3 separate regions of the Mus musculus genome follow, and all the other regions are linked to region 2. Evidence: chromatin contacts called from public promoter capture Hi-C data. All regions are on one chromosome and are shown on one strand. Each heading gives the region's core, a stretch centred on a gene start, on an enhancer-like site or on the middle of the called end of the contact. The rest is flanking DNA. Distances are from core to core; before and after follow the strand shown. Region 1 has its middle 13 kb from the start of 2610300M13Rik. Region 2 has its middle 3.8 kb from the start of Gm23625. Region 3 holds the start of Ndnf (neuron-derived neurotrophic factor).

Region 1 (2,860 bases), core at 227-2,726, 490 kb before region 2:
TTCTCTATGGGCTCTTTCTGAGGCATTTATTATTGCTAACCTTTCCAGGCTTACTCTGCTGACCTCAGTCCCTCTTGGACTTTGGCAATGGCACTTTCAGTGGCAACCCCCATGAGCATAGGTGAGCATACCTGCTATTTTCTGAATATGGCTTATCCACTTCTTCTTGAGCAGTTACTTAGAGTGTTTACAACTCTCTGAAACCATGTACTTTCTGCTCAGCAATTGACTTAAGCTGATAAATATTTCATTGCCAATCGCAGGATTTTTTTTTTCAAAAAAAATTTCATTTAGCCTGCATGTCTGTTTGTGTACTGTGTGCATGAAAAACCTGTGGAGGCCTGAAAATGGAGTCATAGCCCCCAGAATTCAAATCACGATGGTTGTGAACTACCATGTGGTACTGAGGATTGAACCCTGGATGAGCAGTCAGTGCTTTCAGCTGGTAAGCCATTTCTCTAGGTCCAAAGACAAAAAAATTAAAACTGCTTTTTTCTTTTCTAAAAATTTCAGGGCAATTTTAATATAAAGTATAGTGTTTAGTTGTAGAAACACTGGAGTGGAACTTGTAGTTCTGCTTTTAATTGTAGGACTATAGGCGAGTTGTTTAACCTCTTAGGTTCTTGGTTTTTACCAGATGTGGATCATAATAGTAAGTGATATAAAGATTTGCATGAAGAAAGTAAATGTGAATGTTTATTTATCTTTTAGTTTACCTATTTTTATTTATTTGTTTATCTTTTTCGTTCTGAGCTATCTCTCCAGGACTCCTATGGGAGAATCAAATGACCCTTTCACATGGATCAAATATTAGACATCCTGTATATCAGACATTTGGGATTCATAACAGTAGCAAAACTACACTTACTATATATGCTGTGTTCCTAAGCACGTGTCTAAGCACATCTGAGTGGTATGCCCATGGGGTCCACTAGAGGGCTTGGATCCTCTGAAGCTGGAGTTTCACACATCTGTGAGCCACCATGTGGATGCTGCAATCTTGTACTCAGAGTCTTTGCAAGAGCAGAAATTACTCTTAACTTGTGAACTATCTCTTCAGCCCTCAACTTTAATTTTTGATTAAGTCCTTGAAACTGTGACATATTAAATGCTACATTGCACAGTAGGCATGGTTTTATTGAGTAAGTATTATGAACAGTATGCCAAGTGCTCTCTAACATGTTATCCACGCAATCCTGAGAAAAATCTTGTAAAGTAGATGTTATAATGATTTTTAGTTGGATAGAAGAAATAAAAATCAGAGTTATTAAAATTATTTGCTCAGTCAACATGCTAACTAAGCAATGAAGTTTTGAGGGCAGAGTAGAATTACATCTTTGTTACATTAAATGGCTCATGTGTACCATGTGTATGTGCACACGCATTTTTATATACTTCCCCCTCCTGCTAACTGCACCAAAACAATGAAGGAATACACTTAACAGTGTATTTGGAAAGATAGAAAAGTTAGAGTTTTCTCGGCACGCTAGGCTGTTACTTGAGAAGACCCTAGAGTGCTATAGTTACTCTGGTGGATGGATCCCAGATAAAGATCAAAGGTGACCAGGGAACCGGTGAGATGTCACTCTAAAGAGGTCTGCTTATTTTCAAAGTAACTGATGGATGATGTGAGAGGCTTATTGGAATGCTTTTGAAGACTCCACATGGATGTTATATATGTGAGAAATTTTGTCAATGAGCCTAGAGGCTTTGGTACAACGGAACTTGTTCAGAATACTATTCAATTAAATCATTAACAAATATAATTAGAAATTCATTTAAAAGTGTTTTTTGTTGTTGTTGTTGAAACCATTAAGAATTCATGCCTACCACAGTTATGCCAGCCGATTTTGAAATTACCTCATGAGTTAAGGATATTTTCATTCAGGAATATTGCTCTGTTTTTTTACCAAAGGATTTAACAGACCTGCACATGTTACATGGCTAGGAAGTGGCAAAGGCCAGATTTAAACCAAGGTCCTTCTAGCGACAAAGCTTGTTTCTTCCCTTCTGTATTTTACTGTCTTCAATTGCATGTGTGCATGTGTGTATACACATTTTTCTCCTTTTGCTTCTATACGGGGTGACTAGCTAATTAATCTCTAGGCTTTGTACTTGAATATCTGGGGTGATAATCATTGGTCAAACATTTTAAGTTTCACTCTTTATTGATTGTTCTTATCTTTTAATTTAGAATATTTCTAGATTTATTTATTTGTCTAATGGTTTGCTTTCTTCCACCTCCAGGGTCATGAACCACCTAGTAGTGTGGCTTCTTGCATCTCTCAGGGGTCTCCTCCTTTCAGATGTTACAAAGGCTTTTTCTGGCATCAGTTGTCTCTTGGGAGAGGGGTCTTTGTAATCTACCTTTGTGTTTATATTTTTAGTTTTCTGAATAGCATGGATAGTCTAAACTCAGGAACATGATTCTTGCAGCGACACTCTTCTTTCTTTCCCTATCTCATTTTCCTGGCCTCACTTTGAACCCACAGTCAGCATACTTAGCAATTTCCTTCATGTAGTTGCTGTTGGCACTGCCTTAATCTCTAGGGGAACCTGTTATGTGGCTTTCTATGGCCTGACTTAATACACCTTTTGTTTTCCAGGAGTAAGGGTTGGGTCTGGGGCGCTTCCCAGGAACCTAGGATTGATTCAAGTTTCCAGAGACCCAGAAACCTGGGATTGATTCAGCTTCTGTCTCCAAAGTGTATGTGAAGAACAGATGAGAAAATCTTTGTTTACTTTTCTTTCTCTTGAGGAGCCGACTCTTTGACCTGCAGGCTGGCTCTTCCTGGTCATTTCAAGCTCTGCCTTTAAGTGTTGACAGAATTATATGATAGTTGCCAAAACTGTGAAGATT
Region 2 (2,832 bases), core at 160-2,659:
ATTAAATTTTCATACTGAAAGTTCAGTGAAGGTGTCAATGTTTAACAAGTAGGATTTTGTCAAACAGATTTTTAGCTGTCCTACATTTTTTGTTCATTAAAGATGAGAGTAATAAACAATATCTACAACACACTCTGTTGTTTTACTGCAGAAATGGGGTGGGGTTTTCTTCTTAGCTCTGCTACACATATGTCAATTACATTTAATTGATAGCAGATGTTCCATTGGACTAGTGAGTTAAGAGGGTAAAGGGGAATAGCATATTAACACTGAATTAGAAACTGCCAAATAAGGCCTGTTAGTAAAAATGACAGACCTGAAAATCTAGGTTAAATTCAAAGAACCCACATAAATGTGACTTCACACAAGTATCCTCTGATCTCTACATAAACCATGGCATGTGTGCATATATGTGCACATGTCAACACACATAATAATGATGATGAATACTTTAAAATGTGTCTATTACATAATGGAGTTAGTACTGAACATTGAAACAAAATTTAGACTAATGGTATTACCATTTATTTTATCATAATGCTAAGAAATGTTGCTCTTTGTAATAAATACTACACACATTTATATGCTTTTTCGATGTATTAGTGGTATTGGTATCAAGTTAATGTTCATGTCTGGAAATAAACAAGTTTTGTAAAGCTTTTTGGTGATGTTTGGAAATGGCCTGTGGTATTCAAAAGAAAAGACCATGAAAGGCAAGCCTTGAGTTTCCCCTTGCAAAGATCAAAAAGAACTACGGAGGGAAATATCTCCTTTCAAGTTCTAATATTTATGAGAAACAAATTTTAGTGTGTGTATATCAGAAAGAAATATAAATGCTAATATTTGAAATTTTTGTGGCCTAATCCACTCTTAATTTCTTAAAAATGTCAATCGTGGTATAAAATACAATTTCTTATTCAATTTTGGAGAAAATGTGACCCAGTGTTATAAGACATGATAAATAGAAAAAAGTAAGTTGTATGTTACAGTATTCTTGGACTGACTGCTATAACTTATTTTCGTATATAAATAGTGGTCATAAAATATTAACTTCAATGCATATATTACACCCTGAATTCTATAGCTTTCAATATTAAGCACAAAATTTTAAAATGACAGCATTCAATGACAAACTGAATGAAGTATTGTTTTTATAACAAAGAAATAATACATTTGCCCGTGATTTTCTTAATTATTCTCACATGCATGAGAAAAATCTACTGAGAAAAGTTTCTTTTATACTCTTGACTTTTGGGGTTGATTTTCTATGAGTAACAACTACTCCTCGTACAAAATTACCTCCAAACTTAGTGTAATAAGATGGCTGTTTTGTAAGGCCCTTGGATTCTGTGGAAAGCTGTTTATACAGGACCAAGGAGGGCTGCCTAGCTTCTGACCCACAAACTCTCAGGCCCCACTGGGAAGATGTAAAGGCTGGGAGGGGGGAGACTTAGAATCATGTGGAAGAGTCTTCACTCCCAAACTGAGTGATTAGTGCTGACTGAAATTACATCTGAGATGTCAGCTTAAACATTTACACATGACTTCCTGCTGTGATCTCTTCATGCAAGCTAGTATGGGCTTCTTTGCAAGCATAGCGGTCAGATCAAGAGTCCAAAGAGAATCAGGTGAATCTGTGTTTCTTTTGTACAGTAATGCGAAAAGTTGCACTGGGTTCAAAGCATATTTCTTACTATTTTAACCCTTTTGACAGCTTGCAGGGGCAGTCAGAGATAGACTGAGGGAGATTGAAGCTGCTAGGATGGACATCTGAAATGGCTTCCTCACACATGTAATTGGTCCTGACAGTCAACTCACAGCTCAGGTGAGCTGCTGTCTGTAACACACTTCAGTAGCTTTTTAAGCTCAATATCATCCTTCTGTGAGAAAATCACGCAGAGCGTGCAAATCTGTATAACGTTTTCCAACTCAGCTAGGCTGGCTACCAGACCCCTTCAAGCCAGAAGATCTGTGATGAATATATTGCTTTAATATTGCAAGGCCAAATCTACCGATATGATTAAAGAAGGCCCTTGGCATGGGGAGATTGCTTTGAGTTAATTATAGGAGTGCTGATATGATCACAAAGGTTCTAATGAGAAAAAGGCAAGAGACCAGAGACAGCAGAGGAAAGTGAAATGGAAGCAGAGATCAGAGGGGCAAACCGAACAAAGTAGGAAGAACGACATAACAAGGAAGAAAGACCCCTAGAAGCAACAAACCATGGACGCTGCTTCACCTTCCGTCTTCCAGGAGGAATACTGAGGTTAGCCCAGGAAAAGTAATTTGAACTCTGAAAGGGTGAACTTTAAGCTAACGAATTCATGTTATTTTAAAGCACCGAAGTTCTGCAAGTTTGTTCCAGACACAGTGTAAAAATAATATATTAATCTAGCTGCATTAGACTTGTTATTAACAAGTCAAGATTCAAGGAGAATAATGCAGGCCCTACCCATTGAAGTGAGGAAGGCCCAGGAATTTGCAACTATAGTTTACAATTGTCATGTTAAAATAATATTGACCATATATAATATAAACAGACTGTCAATATCATTATCACCAAATTGTGTTATTATAGAACTATTAAAAATAAAATAATTAGCAATGCAATGAACAGCCTGAACCCTTGTGATTTTCCTGAAATTAAGTCTAGGTACCACTTTTCTTAGAGCAGTCACACTATCTGGAGTGATGAGTCTCAAGTGCTTTTTGAAAATAGCATGTCTGGAAATCTGGATATCTCCAGAAAAGAAAAACCTTAAATTTCTCTAAACCTTAGGTTTTTTTTTTAACAATACATAGTTATAATAATTAGTAACTCAAAGTAATCTT
Region 3 (2,709 bases), core at 76-2,575, 310 kb after region 2:
CGAAGCGCCCGCCAGGGAAGAGCGGAGCGGGTCTGTAAGCTAGCGCTTTAACTCCGCAGGCTCCCTGCCCGCGCGACAAGGAGAAAGGTGGCTCGGACTAGAGAGCTCCGGCCGGCACACACACACTGGAGAGGTCACCACACAGGGTGGCCGCTGTGGTGGAAGGAGGGTGTCCGGACCTCCGTAGCTACTCTGCTAAGCTTCGGAAAGTATGAGCGGGACCTAGACCACCCAGCTTAGGGAAGTTTCTCTAAGGATGCTGGTCTGCGTGGCAGAGGACAAATGAGGAGAAAGCGCGGGGTCGCTGGGCTAGTCCCAGAAGATTCCTTCCACCGCCGAGCAGCCACCGTCTGCATGGAGCCCACCTCCGTGCTCCACTCCGCGAGTCCTGTAAGCTTCGCAGACCCACGCTAGTGCCCCCGAACACCTCCCGCCCCAACACCCAGTCCCGCAGAACTAGCACATATGGAGGACTTTGAACCCGGGGAGAGAAGCAAGAGCCCACCGCCAACCGGCCAAAGTCAGTGTCTAGTCAGGGCTAGGATAAAGCGGGCGGTTCCGGGGTTCCACTCCAGCCCGATGCAGCGTGTCCACCTCCCCAGCACTGCCGCTGTCTGCCCACCAAATACATCAGAGACCCAGCCACAGACCGACCAACTCAGTGAGAGCTGCCCACGTCCGTGTTCTAGAGAGTCTCTGGTCGCTCCTTTCCCTGTGTGAGGATGCACCTCAACCCCGACCATAAACCAGCCCTTAGATGCAAATGCAGTCGGGCCAGGTCCGCACCGGCGCAAGAAGGCGCCCGGGGAGGTGAGATTCGATCTTGCTCCTTACCTTAAAGAATTTGTTTTTTCTAGTGGGAAGAAGAAAGTTTGGTTGGTTTTTTTTTTCTTCTTCCCGGGGGGTGTGTGGTGCGGAAAAAGCCCAGGTCCGGGGATCCTACCAAGATGTCAAATACCAGGATCCACGAACCGAGGGGACGTGCACGCTAGGGCAAATGTAATGCCCAAGTGTCCCAACTTTGTGGCGGGCGCTGCAAACTTCCAACACAAGCAGAAGGCCGGCGACACGCAGCCGCAGAAGTTGCTGCGAAGTGGCGCAGACGGCGGCGCCGGCCCGGGGGTCTCAGGACAGCGCTGGTCAGTGCGGGCGCTGGGTGGCGGGAGGATACTGAACGCGCCCGTGGAGCTGGCACTGCCGGACGACTGGCTCGCTAAACGCCGGCGCGGGCTGCAGAGACAGAGCCCCGTGCACCAGCCACAGAGGCGGCGGCTCATACGCGGCTCGCTAAGCTCTGCTCTCTCGCCGCTCCGGGCAAGGAGTGTGCGCTGGCTCCTGGTGTCACTGCAGAGCTTGAGCCTCTGCCCCTCCCAGCCCGCCCGCCGCTGCCCGCTGCCCCGCCTTCCTCTGCCCGCCGCTCCCCCTTCGTGCCTCGCGCCCTCTCTCCCGCTGCGCGCCAGCGTGCAACACACACACACACACACACACACACACACACGCACGCACACACACATACACACACACACACACACACACACACACACACACGTTCCTTTGCTGCCTCTCTCGCGCATACATTCCGGTCCAACGACCAAGTACTCCTCACACAAGACCCTCGTGGGGTTGCAGTCTGGTGGGGGTTGGGGGGGTGGGGGGTGGTGTCACAGGACACATTGCTTTCTTTAGGTCCCTGCCACCGGGGATGGGGAGAGGGGTGGGAGGGCGCCTTTGAGACCCCCAACAATGATGCACGACTAGACGCGCACGGGGGACCATCTCAGTGTCCAGAAGCCGGGGAGCACAATGGAGAGGAACTCTGAGCTTGGTTAGTGATCTGGAGTGTTCAGTTGGAAGACTGGAGGTTGGAGGAAGCGAGCGAGCGAGCAAGCAAGCGTAGAAGGCGACTCTCGCAGACCGCCTGCCCCAGCCTTCACTCTGGAGCGTTTGCCTCTGCAAATTCAGCCTCTGGGGCTTGAAACTCAGCAGCTGTTTTAACAATTGAAAAAAAAATGACCCTACAGGACCAGTGAGGCCCAGCAAAACTTGGAAATCCATTAAGGCTGACTAGGTAATTATGGTAAGAACTTGCTTAATTAGCAACCTGGCCTGAGCCTGGGTGTGTGTATGGGTATGGAGTAATATTTAGAAATCTCATTTTCGTGACTGAGAATCTAGACTAGCAAGTCTCTTTTCCCTTCCTTCCTTCCTTCCTTCCTTCCTTCCTTCCTTCCTTCCTTCCTTCCTTTCTTTCTTTCTTTCTTTCTTTCTTTCTTTCTTCAGACTCTGGCTTTTAGGGAATCAAGTTCTAAGAATATACTACACAGGATTCATTAATAGTGTCTGTATTGAAAACATGAAAACACTTATCTACTTCCATTGTCACCAAAGCAAAGATAAGATGAAATTCAACCTTATCGAACCCTCATTTATAACTATAAGCTTTCTGTTAAATGCCTTTGAAAAGCAAGCATCTTGCAGACAGCAGTTCAGCCCACTTTCCAAAGTTCTGCTGCTAGGGGGTCCACTACTACTCTAGGTGGGTTTGTTAAATGCTTCCATGCTGTGACATAGTTTAGTAAACGCCATAAAAGGCTTAGAAGGTGCTGGGATACAGATTTCAGTGCAGAACTCTGGAGTATGGTGGAGTCCAGGCAAATAAGGATGGAGGAGGGGAAGGAGGAGAGCACTCTGCAGAGAAGTAAATGAAGA

The links. Promoter capture Hi-C pulls out the DNA fragments that hold promoters and counts their contacts.
Region 1: a promoter capture Hi-C map of second pharyngeal arch cranial neural crest shows a contact between it and region 2. The contact joins two enhancer-like sites. A contact is called at or near these places in 2 of 39 promoter capture datasets (cranial neural crest and second pharyngeal arch cranial neural crest).
Region 3: a contact with region 2 is called in a promoter capture Hi-C map of second pharyngeal arch cranial neural crest, with 2.4 times the contacts expected there. The contact joins the promoter of Ndnf here to the enhancer-like site in region 2. A contact is called at or near these places in 6 of 39 promoter capture datasets (the 3T3-L1 cell line, cranial neural crest, embryonic stem cells and 3 more), 1 of 484 Hi-C or Micro-C datasets (cranial neural crest), 2 of 115 datasets of contacts at active chromatin or transcription factors (bone marrow-derived macrophages and embryonic stem cells) and 1 of 9 other capture datasets (embryonic stem cells).

What each region holds. Positions count from the first base shown.
Region 1 is chr6:66,478,482-66,481,341 of GRCm38.p6, reverse strand. No RefSeq gene overlaps it. Among named protein-coding and RNA genes, the nearest start is that of 2610300M13Rik, 13 kb to the right of the region's middle. Within about 2 kb of position 1,476, at least 7 of the 459 cell types and tissues checked have an H3K27ac peak or open chromatin away from gene starts, as enhancers often do. A contact at or near this core is called in second pharyngeal arch cranial neural crest, where this site is marked.
Region 2 is chr6:65,984,513-65,987,344 of GRCm38.p6, reverse strand. No RefSeq gene overlaps it. Among named protein-coding and RNA genes, the nearest start is that of Gm23625, 3.8 kb to the left of the region's middle. Within about 2 kb of position 1,409, at least 2 of the 459 cell types and tissues checked have an H3K27ac peak or open chromatin away from gene starts, as enhancers often do. A contact at or near this core is called in second pharyngeal arch cranial neural crest, where this site is marked.
Region 3 is chr6:65,670,227-65,672,935 of GRCm38.p6, reverse strand. It overlaps Ndnf (neuron-derived neurotrophic factor), which reads right to left and starts at 1,325. Exons shown (of 4, transcript NM_172399.3): 1 at 835-1,325. Gm36144 (a long non-coding RNA gene) reads left to right here and starts at 1,689. Exons shown (of 2, transcript XR_869148.1): 1 at 1,689-2,077.